Linked DNA regions of Sus scrofa: all the other regions are linked to region 2. The links are chromatin contacts, called in public Hi-C and HiChIP or PLAC-seq maps. All regions are on one chromosome and are shown on one strand. The core of a region is the stretch at or near the end of the contact, and the rest is flanking DNA. Distances in the headings are between cores, read along the strand shown.

Evidence for each region. A called contact is a pair of places that touch in the nucleus more often than the background predicts. HiChIP or PLAC-seq counts read pairs in DNA pulled down with a chosen protein or histone mark.
Region 1: a contact with region 2 is called in a Hi-C map of skeletal muscle, with 3 times the contacts expected there. The contact joins the promoter of RMND5A here to the promoter of KRCC1 in region 2. A contact is called at or near these places in 3 of 47 Hi-C or Micro-C datasets (heart right ventricle and skeletal muscle).
Region 3: an H3K27ac HiChIP or PLAC-seq map of skeletal muscle shows a contact between it and region 2. The contact joins the promoter of RNF103 here to the promoter of KRCC1 in region 2. A contact is called at or near these places in 1 of 47 Hi-C or Micro-C datasets (embryonic fibroblasts) and 2 of 2 datasets of contacts at active chromatin or transcription factors (alveolar macrophages and skeletal muscle).

What each region holds. Positions count from the first base shown.
Region 1 is chr3:58,095,385-58,099,108 of Sscrofa11.1, forward strand. It overlaps RMND5A (protein RMD5 homolog A), which reads right to left and starts at 1,468. Exons shown (of 9, transcript XM_021087278.1): 1 at 696-1,468. The coding sequence starts at 837. LOC110259986 (a long non-coding RNA gene) reads left to right here and starts at 1,601. Exons shown (of 4, transcript XR_002342541.1): 1 at 1,601-1,778; 2 at 2,954-2,982.
Region 2 is chr3:57,925,857-57,929,591 of Sscrofa11.1, forward strand. KRCC1 (lysine rich coiled-coil 1) reads left to right here and starts at 2,407. Exons shown (of 4, transcript NM_001243946.1): 1 at 2,407-2,658.
Region 3 is chr3:58,159,476-58,163,652 of Sscrofa11.1, forward strand. RNF103 (E3 ubiquitin-protein ligase RNF103) reads left to right here and starts at 1,612. Exons shown (of 4, transcript XM_005662399.3): 1 at 1,612-2,298. The coding sequence starts at 2,073.

The sequences.
Region 1 (3,724 bases), core at 218-2,717, 170 kb after region 2:
TCTGTTTTCTGAAAGGAAAACAAGTTAAAAACTTGACCAGGTAAGCAAGTTAACTACCAACTTGTGCCACAATGTGTTTCTGGAGAGTTCCTCCGTCTCATCACTGGCTCCAGGAGGAGAGCTGAACAGTTTGGTTCAGCTAGTTTCCTAGCAATCAAGTCAGTGCCGCTGCCGAATTAAAGAAAAACTGCTTCCACACAGAGTTAAATTATGGAGTTGCAGAAGCGGCTGTTCTGTTAACCCACAGCTAAGAATAACACTCAACTTTCTAATTTAAAAAAAAAAAGAAAAAGAAAGAAAAGGAAAGACGAGAAAAGTAAGTCTCTGCGCTAAGAGTTTGGGGCAGAGAAGAAAGAGGGGGCTCCCTGCACTGACTCTCTGTTTACCCAGAGCCTTATGCCCAAGGCAACTGACCAGGGGAGCCCAGCCCGGGAGGGCGGCAGTTTGCAGGTGCGACGGACGGCCCCACCCCCGTTTAACCTGGGCTGGAGCCCCAGGCTTCAGAATTGGTTTTCCGGGTGGGTTCGGGCTCACTCTTAATTAACAACGAGGTCGGGGTAAGTTGGAGACAAAACCGGAGAGAGAAGCAGGAAAAAGCCAAAAGGGCCGCAGGGAAGGAGGAGCCGAGGCCCCCGGAGGCCACCCTTCCTGGCCCGCCGAGGCCTGGCCCCGCGCGCCCACCCGGGCCGCCCTACCGTGGCTCTGCAGGATCTCGTGCTTGAGGCCGCCCGTGTAGTCGATAAGCTCCTCCAGGCCGCGCTCGCACAGCTGCCCGTAGCCCGAGAACTTGTGCAGCACCTTCTCCAGCTCGCGCTCCACCGTCACGCACTGATCCATCCCGGAGGCGGTGGCGGCAGCGGCGCTCGGCTGCCCAGCGCCCGGGTGTCCGCAGCCGTTCGGCCCGGGCCCGGCCGAGGCCGCGTCCTGCTCCTCGTCCCCCAAGCGGGCGGCACGGGAGACTGAAGAGGCGGACGCGCTAGCCCCGGCGCCGAGGGAGCTCCGCGCAGCCCGCGCCCGCCTGCCCCATGGCGCCCCGACCCCGGCGCGTCGCCGCTGCTCCCGCTCGTTCTTCCCACCCGGCCCCGAGCCCCCGCTCGCCGCGTTCGCTGTCCGACGCGGCGCCGCCGATTGTTTTTGTTTTCACGGGAACCGACCGATGACCTGGTTCTCCCGGGCGGCACCAAGCGCCGCCGACCCGAGGGGGGGCAGCCACCCCAGCGAGGGATGGAGGCGGCGGGGGCCGTACCAAGCGCACGCTCGTGGCGGGGGGAGGCGGCCGGCGAGCGCGGGCGGAGGAACGTGACGAGCGTCCGCTCGCGCCGCCGCTCTAAAGGTGTGGGCCCTACCACGCGGGAGGCGTGCAAGGGAGCGGGAGAGGGCGGAGCAAAGATCCAATTGGGCCGAGGAGCTAAATAGGGAACTTTGGAGCCAGCCCCAGAGCTCCGAGAGCGCTACAACTACGCGCTCCGTAAACAAGAGGGTGGAAACCGCCCGTCACCACTCCGCCCAGAAACGGAGAAAACGAACCAATAAGCGCCGAGAATACGTAAGGAACGAACGTCCTCCAATCCCTGGCCGAGGCCTAATCCTTCAGCCAATCTGGGACTAGAGGCCAAACCAATAGTCTCGCTGTTGGAGGGGGTGATTTGGAGAGCATCCTGGGAAGCAAGTCGTTTCTGGAAAGCCGTGAGGGAAAACAAGGCAGAAATAAAAAGGCCTATTTCCCATAGGACTTCGCCCCAGCCCTGAGTTATTTCATCTCCCTGTCATTCCTGAGGGTACTGTCTTCTCCAAGTTTTGGAAAGCAGACTCGCCGCCCCGAGGAAAAATCCAGCCAGGCCGAGCGGAGTGGGTGGTGCTGCGGGCGGGGGTCGCTAACTGGAATAAGAAGAGGGGGATTCTGAGGTGGGAGAAGGGGGCTGCTTGTTGGCCGGGCGTGGCCCGCGATCCTGCCTCGATTCTCGCTACACCGGGAGGTCACAAGCCTTACACCTCCACCCCCACCCCCGCGGGCCTCGGCCCTTTGGCCCCTGGGACTCTCCTGACGGGTTGCCTCACCCCGGGGGCAGCATCACGGAAGGGAAACTTGCGTCGGACCTCGGGGCAGCCTGGCTCCTGCCTCTTCGGCTCGTTATTCCATTGCTTCCGATGGAGTTACCCCCTTCGCGTGAATCCTTCCCCTGACTTGCCATGGCGCCTCCTACCTTGGCCTGTACCTACTTGCTCACTAAGCTGTGACTGCCCCGACCTTAGCTTAGCGTTCCTCCTAGAAGCCAAGTTGATGCTTGCCTCAGGACCTCTGTACTTAGCCTTTCTTTGGACTAGAAAACTCTTCCATCGTGTCATCCTAAAATTTTCGGCTCACTTGTACCACAGAGGGTCCCCCCCTGACCACATTCCCTCCTCCATTACTACACCATATTTATTATGGTCAATCATAGCCGTTTTACTATTTTCTCACCACTTGTTATCTGTTTCAGTTATTTTCATTCACTTTTCTGTCTGCACTCCTTCAATAAAGCGCTAAGGCAGCCCCCTGGCCTCTGTTTTCTGTGCCCAGAACAGTGATTGGCAACATAGTACCTGGTCTTTTTATTATTATTATTATTAAGGTAAAACCTTTTTGAGCCTCAGTGTCTCTTTTTATAGTTTGGTAATAATTAGAACTAATAATACTTCGATCTATTGTTAGGAAAATGAAGATAATTTAGGTAAACACCCAGTAGCACATGATAACTACATGATAAACAGTGGTGGTTGCTACTAGTGTCAGTTCCCAGGAGTAAATATGAGATGGCAACTTAAAAATCATGGAATCACGTTGGTCCAGCACCTACCTAGTCGTTTTATTTAGTTCTCCGTGATACTCAAGGGCAGCCGCACTGTTGCTCTTACACATGGCCTTTCTCTTCCCCACCTAACCTGTTTTCCTTTCTCCTCTCTCCCTTGACAGGTGGCCCTGATTCCTCCTTCACTGAGAAGGTAAAAAACATTCAACTCCAGCACCTTCTGTCACCCTTCTCAAAGTGTGTCCATCTGTTGTATCCATTTTATGAACTGTTGTCAAGTACCCAACAGAAAAGGCGTGCCTTCTCCCTTTTTAAGTGGCCAGCTGACCTGAGGATGTGGGGAGAGCCTTCATTCAACCCTCCTTAGGCTGTTTCCCTTTTCTGCTCAGTCTTTTCATGGCCAGGCTGCCCGAAAAAATCCTCCACTCTTGTTCCTCCTGTTTCTCCAAGGATCTTCTTGATAAGCTCTGTCATCCTTTTCTGTCTTTTTTTTTTTCCCCTTGACCTCACTGCTACATTTGAAAGTTGTGACCCACCATCACAACTTTAAAATTCTTCCTTGACCTCCAGGGCATTGCCACGGTATGGTTCAGTCACCCCTTCTCCCCTCCTGGCTCTTTTCTCATTTAGCCACCTTTGTGGATCGGTATTTGCCCCAGGTTCTGTCCTCAACGTTCTCTTTTCTCTTTACCTGCTGTCCTTGGAGAACACATTCAAATTGCTTCTCTCTAGCCCTGATCTGTCTCATAAACTAGTTTCACATTCCTCCCCCCAACTAGCAAGACATCATTATTCAGAGGACTCCTACCTCCAGTCAGTTCCTCAAAAACAGAATCCATATTTCCTTTCCCAAACTGACTCCTCCTCTTGACTCGGTTTTGTTGGCATTATCTTAACTCTCCCATGTTCCTCTACCACTGATTCTTCCTCAGCTT
Region 2 (3,735 bases), core at 1,157-3,656:
AATACAAAGATGATTAAAATGTTGGAGTTCCTGTTGCAGCTCAGGGGGTTAAGAACCTGACACAGTGTGCATGAGGGATGTGGGTTCGATCCCTGGCCTTGCTCAGTTGGTTAAGGATCCAGCATTGCTGCAAGCTGCAGTGTAAGTGGCAGATACAGCTCAGATCCAGTGTTGCTGTGGTTGTGGTGTAGGCTGACAGCTGCAGCTCCCATTCGACCCAGGAACCTCTATTTGTCACAGACGAGAAAGAAAGAAAGAAAGAAAGAAAGAAAGAAAGAAAGAAAGAAAGAAAGAAAGAAAGAAAGAGAGAGAAAGAAGAAAGAGAGGGAGGGAGGGAAAGAGAGGAAGGAAGAAGATTCAAGACACTGGCCATTTAGAAAGGATTATAGAAAAGCATAGAAGATGGCAAGAGAGATATGAAAGCATATTCAGGGAAACCTAAGGAGTCAGGGAAATCTTCAGAGGGTATTCTGTGAGTTACATAAGCAAACGTATTATACTTTATCATTCTGGCACCAGACTATTGCCCTTTATGTCCCAGTGCTTCATATTCATTTGAGAGATATTCCAAAAGCAAGAATAAATATCTGAATGCTTAAAATTATGCTTTATTTGCATTACTTGTGTTTTCACAACACCCTTTGAGGTGGGTATTATTGATGCATCAGCCTCCTAGTTAAAAAGCAGCAGCATCTCCTAAGTATAAACCCTGGAGAAACTCTCACATATGTGCACAAGGAAACTGCATGAGAAGGTTAAAGGTAAAAGTTACTGTCTGTAAAAGAAAAATGGGAAATAAGTTCAAAGTCTCATGAAAGGAGAACAGATAGCTCATGTGCATTCATATAACGGACATTAAGAGAGATGAGAAAGGGAATGAATCAGAACCTCACATCTCAGCAGAGGTTAAAATCAAAAACTAATGTTGAGTTGAAAAAAAACAAAGTGCAGGAGAAAAAACAGTATGCATATTAACATTTATGTAAAGTTTTATATCATGCAAAACAATACTTCATGTTACTTAGAGATACATACATATGTAGTAAAAATATAAAGAAAGACATGAAAATGAGAAATGCTGAATTCAGGATAGGATTTACTTCTGAGGGGAGGAGGAGTTCATTAGGCAGTAGGAAGAGGGTGTTTCAGGAAGAAGTAGCAGATACAATAAACTGAGTTATGTAATAGCAGGGTATTTACAAGAATCAATAAAAGTTTAATGTTGTTGAATCACAAAGTGAAAGGGTGGGGAAGTGAGAACACTAGGAAGATAATGAGATCAGGGAGGTGCACAGAAGCCCAGAAGTAGTATTCATGTGGGACTTTCTCCAACAGACAACTGGAGCCAGAAATGACTTCCACATAGAACCCTTTGGTAGACTGGAACGGTGAAATCAGGAAGAATGGTAAATTAGGTAGCTATTGCCATGGTTCTAACAAAAGATGATGGGAACCTGAAATTAGTCAGCGGTTGTATTACAGGAAAGGAGAGCTTACCCAAGAGAAACTTTTGCACAATGCACAGGGGACATGCCCATCAACAGGAAAAGGGGTGTAACACTGTATAGCAGTGAAATGAATAAATAACATTTATGTGCAACAGCTTGGATGAGTCTCAAAACATTGAGTGAAAGAAGCCCTGCTAGAGAAAGACATAAATCTTATAAAATTAAAAAACAATCTAAAAATTTTCCCCAAGCAGGAGTTCCCATCGTGGCTCAGTGGTTAATGAATCTGACTAGGAACCATGAGGTTTCAGGTTTGATCCCTGGCCCTGCTCAGTGGGTTAAGGATCTGGCATCGTTGCTGTGGCTGTAGTGTAGGCCAGCAGCTACAGCTGCTATTCGACCCCTAGCCTGGGAACCTCATATGCCGCGGGAGCGGCCCAAGAAATGGCAAAATGACCAAAAAAAGAAAAAAATTTCCCCAAGCATACATGTGATAAAGATATATACATATGTAAAGAAATGATGACTACAAACCAGGGTAGTGATTTCTTTGGGAGACAGGGAACAAGAGGATGAGATGAACGTGTGTATGTATATACACGTATACTGAGAGAGCCAAGGGAGAGAAAAAGGTCATTTATGCTGCAATGATGACAGCATATCACCACCAAAGATTTTGCTTAATCTACTGTGTATCAAAGACTCTTAACAAACTTTAAAAAGGTAAAGCAGGAAATCATGATTTTTCAGATATTCTGGAGGTAGAAACCGCAGATTTCCAAACTTTTTTCTTTGTTGGTTTTAGATTTCCCCCCGCCACCGCCCGAAGTGAGTAGCAGTGAGGAGAGCTTCGGCCAGGTTAAAACAGAGTCCCGGAAGAAGGGGACCGAGGGGGCGGAGCAAACAAGAAGGCGGGGCTAAAAAGGCTCTCTGAGAGTAGGGTGACTGCGCAAGCGCAGTGGCACGCCCCGCCGCCGCCATGGCGCGGGCGCTGTCCAGTCAGTCGCTGGTGGTGGTGGTGGCTACTTCCCTTCAGGAAGCCCGGTCTCCGCCCCCTCCTCCCACCCCGTCTGCTCCGCGGCGGAGGCGGCGGTGGCGGCAGCGGTTGTCCCTGCCTCTCCGCCACCTCCACCTCAGCCTATCCCCCGACCGGTGGCGTTGGCGGGGAGGGGGGCCGTAGTTGTAGACGGCCGCCCCTGCCTCAGAGAAGGTGAGTTCCCGCCCGGCAGCGGGAGCGGCCTCGGCCTTCAGCCGCTCGATCCCCCAGCCCGGTAGAGGCCGGGCGCGCCCAGAGAGTGCGAGATGGCCGACCCGGACAGGGCTACGCTCCCCTCCCCACTCGCAGCCCCGGGAAAGGGCCGCCGGGGCCCCAGCACGGAGCGCGGCGGGAGCGGGGACGCCTCCGCTGCCGGGAAGTTGAAGTTGGAGTGGGAGAGAGGCGGCCAGGTCGAGGCCGTGGATCTGGAGTGTCAGGGAGAGGGAAGGGGGTTGAGGAGGACACCCCGAGATCAAGGGGACAGAGACACGGAGAGAAAAGGCTCCAGACGTGGAAGGGCGTAGACCTGCGCTGGGCGAAATTCAGCATCCTACAAAGTAGAGCCCTCACGCGGAGGGAGAAGTGAAATTTGGCCACAGTAGGAAGTAAACACGGGAGCTTCAAGTTGCGGAGGCCCTGGAGGAAGGGAAGAGGGGGTGAGGTATTTGAGGGATTACTTTGCAGAGTTTTCCTTAGCTTTTGAGGATAACACCCTGTAAAACAAGCTTCTAAGATTTACGGGCCTATTGTAGTAGTCGTCTGAATTTAAATTTGTATCTACCAGAGTCAAAGATAATACAGCAGGACATCAGAGAGGCAAAAACAGCTTTTATTCAGTAACTGCAGTAGGGAAAGAGCTGAGCTCCATTCCGATTTGCGCAGAGGTGACGGGGTTTTAGAGGGAAAATGAAGGAAGGGGTTCAGTAGAGTCAGGAAAGCGCAAAATTACCTAGGTTTGGGCAGTGTCCGTGCACTTAGGCGAGCTGTGTCATCTTGTGGAAGTGAGGATTCACTTTTCCCACAGACTGGGAGACCCCAGGCCCTGCCTTTTCTGATAATTACACTTTAAAAGGATGGCTTTCAGATCTTTGAGAAAGACATTCCTGAGTTGTGGGGGGTACACATATATCTCAAAGGGACAGAGGAAGAATTAACAAACAATTGTAAACCCTTTTTAGTAACTACTCTAAAAAAGAGAGGTCAGGGCCTTATATTCAGGTGTTGGCTAGAACAAACAATAAATGCCTTTTG
Region 3 (4,177 bases), core at 362-2,861, 230 kb after region 2:
CTGAGGCTACATTCTCACGGTCCATTCTTCGCTTTCGATTTCCCCTTTGCTCCAAAACTGAGGATCACACCCCCACTCTTCCTACAGCTTTCACCCCTAGTTCAGGACATTTGACAACTTGGCACAATGGCTAACGTTTCTCTTGTAATTTCTGAGTCTTTTTCCTCGTCATCAAGGGGGCTGCTAGAAGCTAGCCTTGTTTATTTTGTGCATGTGGCCCCCTTCTCCCTCCAGACTGGCACAGAGATTAACAGGAGTATGCTCTACTGACGTTGAAAAAATACAGAGCCGAGTACTGCGTGCCCGTCCATTTTACTCATTTTTATGTTCCTCTTGCTGGCCGCTCCACACTCAGGATGGGTAACCAAAGAAAACGCAATTAAACTTTGCATTGGGACATATCCACATTCAGCAACCTTTGTCCTGGGAACCCTGTGCTGCAATATCTGGCTTGTAACACCCCTGAGACTGAAACAGCTGGGGCGGGGGGGGGGGGGAAGGAGAGGGGAAGCTGTTAGGGGCAGGGACCACTGAGCCTAGTTCTACCTTTCCTTTTGGCAATGTCTCCTCCAACACACACAGGCACAAATTACTACATTCTCACCTAGCGACAGAAAATCATTGTTTTCTGTGTTTTACCTCCTATCCCTCAAACGCAATGGTGCCAAAATTTCCCCAGTTCACCAGGACCTAGCATAAACGTACTCTGTTTTTACCCATTTTAAGAGGATAATTAACTGACCAATTTTTACAAAATATACACAAAGCGACACTATCCAAAGTCCAATCCTCAGACAAAACCAATTACCAAACATCTGCAGGGCAAAAGGAAAGGGAGAGGGTAAGCCACTGGAGCCTTTAGGAGTCGCGTCAAGATTGCAGCTCTGTACAGCTTTCCAAGCCCCAGTCTTGGCGAAACTCTTCGCCTGGACTCCTCCCCCCACCCACCCGTGGGCGCCCTCATGGCCCCGCCCCGGCCTCTCCCCATGCCCCGCCCCTCAGCCTACGTCACTTGTTATGTCTCGGCTCAGGCCGCGGCCGCCGCAGGTTCTCTGCTCCGGAGGCGACGGCCGCGGCCTCACGAGGGGGCGGGGGCGTCGGGGACGGCTGCGGAGGTCCGCGCCGCCCAGCTTTAGCGGAGCGAACGCTGCGTGATCGGGAGGCAGCCGGATAGCCGCCCCAGGGAGCAGTCTCGGGCCTATTTTTTGCTTTTTTTCCTCCGGGACATCGCCCCGCGCGCACCATTTCCCTCTGCAGACTGTGACGCCCCCTCCCGGGCCGGGCCCCAGTGCCCGCCCGCCTGAAAGGCGCCGCCCGCCGGCCGGAGCGAGCCTGGAGCCATCGCCGCCGCCGTGCCCACCGCGCTTCTCGCGGAGCCTGGGCGGCCGGCGGGGCCTGGGGCCTGGGCGCTGGGCGCGGCGCTGCAGCGGCCGCTCCTCCCCGCGCTGGGCCCCGGGCCTGCCCTGGCCGAGTGCCGCGCCCTCCTGACCGCCGCCGCGGGAGCCCGGCCTTGGCCTGGCTAGACCCAACCGCCTCCCGGGCCCGCTGCCCCGCCGGCCCCGGCCTGCTGCCCGGCCTCCGCTTCTTTTGTGGGTCTGGTGGTGGGTTTTTTTTTTTTTTTTTTTTTTTTTTGGCTTTTCCCCTAATCCTCTTGAGATTACGGTGCTGAAAGGCGGACCCCGCCACCTCGGTTAGCGCCCCGCGCCGAGGGAAACGGCCCTCAAGCTGGTTCTTCCCCGCGGGCTCTCCCTGCACCTCTGTCCTTTCGGTGTTTAATTCATGGGCTTTTTTTTTTTTTTTTTTTTAATTTTTTTCCATTTATTTTTCTCTCCTCTTGATTGGAAGGCCCCGAGGGAGGCTCTGCGTCTCTGCCCCTCCTCGTCCTTTCCTCTCCCCCGCACGAATCGCCGATCCACCTGCCTCCCGCCGGGCATGGCCCCACAGTGACGGCGGCGGGCGCCGGACCACACGCCGACCGGGGGCCCTCGCCCAGGCTGCTGTAAATACACACTCCCCTCTCTACTCTTCTCTTCGATTTCTGAGCTCTCTGCAAAGAGAGAAAGCAGGGAAAGATGTGGCTGAAGCTTTTTTTCCTGCTCCTCTATTTTTTGGTCCTTTTCGTCCTGGCCAGGTTTTTTGAAGCCATTGTGTGGTATGAAACTGGCATCTTTGCCACCCAGCTGGTGGATCCGGTGGCACTGAGCTTCAAGAAGCTGAAGACCATTCTGGAGTGCCGGGGATTGGGATACTCGGGGTTGCCCGAGAAGAAGGACGTCCGGGAACTGGTGGAAAAGTCAGGCGAGTATCGGCCCCCCGAGGGTCCCCTTCCTGGTACCTGGTAGTCCCCAAGAATGAGGCCGTACCTGGAAGGGTTGTGCAGACCACTTCCAGAGCCGACCAGATTTTCTTTGTCCAGGATTTCTACCCCAAAAATATAAATCGCAGTTTTGAGAAGGAGGCTACAATTACGTTGTAGGGGTGTTGGTGTTTCTTTTTAAGGTTATTTTAAAACAACAGTTTAAAGTGCAGCTTCTTAGCATTGTTTACTAAGTTGAGTGATTTTCTCAAAATTCCGAAATGTCGATTACAAACTGGAAAGCATTATTTGTCGCTCGAAATTCATAAATATAAAGGAAAGGCAAAACCTTCAAACGTTGTCTGTAGATAGCAGCATTGGTCACCATAGTAATAGCAAGTTACCCAAAGGGAAAATCATCATTGGAATATTTAATATCAAAGAGGCATTTAGGCCTAAGATTTAATTTTTATTTCTTTTTTCCAGTTTTATTGAGATATAATTGATGTACAGCACTGTACAAGTTTAAGGTGTATTGCCTAATGACTTGGTGGCATGAAATGTTTGTCACAGTAAGTTTGATGAAAATCCATAGCTCATTATCAATGCAAAATTAAAGAAATAGAAAAAAAAATTTTCTGAGATTTAAATTTTTTAAATGAGTTTAAATATAGAGAAAGGGTACACCGTACGGTATTATCTTTTCATACTTGGAGAGCTAATTTGGAGAAAATAAGGTGAATATTTTTTGTGAATGCCTACCTTGTTTTGTTTGTTTTGAAAGAGCTTATTTATATTTTTGTCTGGATTTTTAAAAAAATCCTTGTATCTTGAAAGTAAACTTTTTTCCCTTCTGTGTCACAGGCACTGCCACATCAACTTAAATGAGTGGAGAAATAGAATTGAAATAGAGCTAAGAGAAACAACATCTTGAATGCATTTTCAGTAACTTGATTTTGGTGTAGGATTGGGTGAGAAATATGCCCAATTTTTTTCATCCCTGGACAGAGTATAACTTTGTTTAGATATACTTCCTGGAAGAGGAAGGTACTGTAATTTGAGAAAGGCATTCTGGGTTGCTGTAGGAACCCAGCAATTGAAACTGATAGTTATCTTTTTTTGTTGTTTCAAGTATATCTGTCAGCTGTGTTTTTTACAAGACAGTTTTTTCCCTTATTTAGTGTCCTATAGCCAAGTAGTATGATAGATAAGAATACTAACTCCTGAGGACTTTAGCACTCAGATATTTGTAGGTTAAGATCACTACTGGGATAGAGAAGGCAACACTCCCTGTAAAAGTGATACAGTTTCCCTTAGAGAAAATGAAAAAATTGTGTATTATTCTTGCCTCTTGTTTACTGACTAAACAGTGACTTATTTCCACCATGGCTGGGATGGGGAGGTAGGAGGAATAGAGTCAAGTAGAAGATCCCTAATAAATAAACTCTAGGTTTAGAAATGTAACGTGTCAAATCATTTTTCATGGTCAAATAATTTGATAACATTTTTTTCTTTTGGCTTTTGTATAGTGTTGCCTTTCTGTGGCCTAAAAATACTTGCAACTTTGAGTGTACGAGGCATGCACATAATATGTAAAGAATACATGCAGCCCACGAAAATAGGACTCAGATCACACATTTTATAGCAGAGAGGTCTTGGTGTAGCAGTTTATTCATATCCGTTATGAATGGTTTTGGTGCTGTCTTGATACAGTGCTTGTTTTCAAATTGTTAAAATTTAAGGCAAAAGTTAAAATAATTTGACATTAGTGTTTACTTTTTATTTCATGATACCAGCTGTAAATATACACTGTAAATTTGTGTATAAATATGGAGTTTGTTCTTACAGGTAATCTTTTGTATCTAACCTCCAAGCCATAGA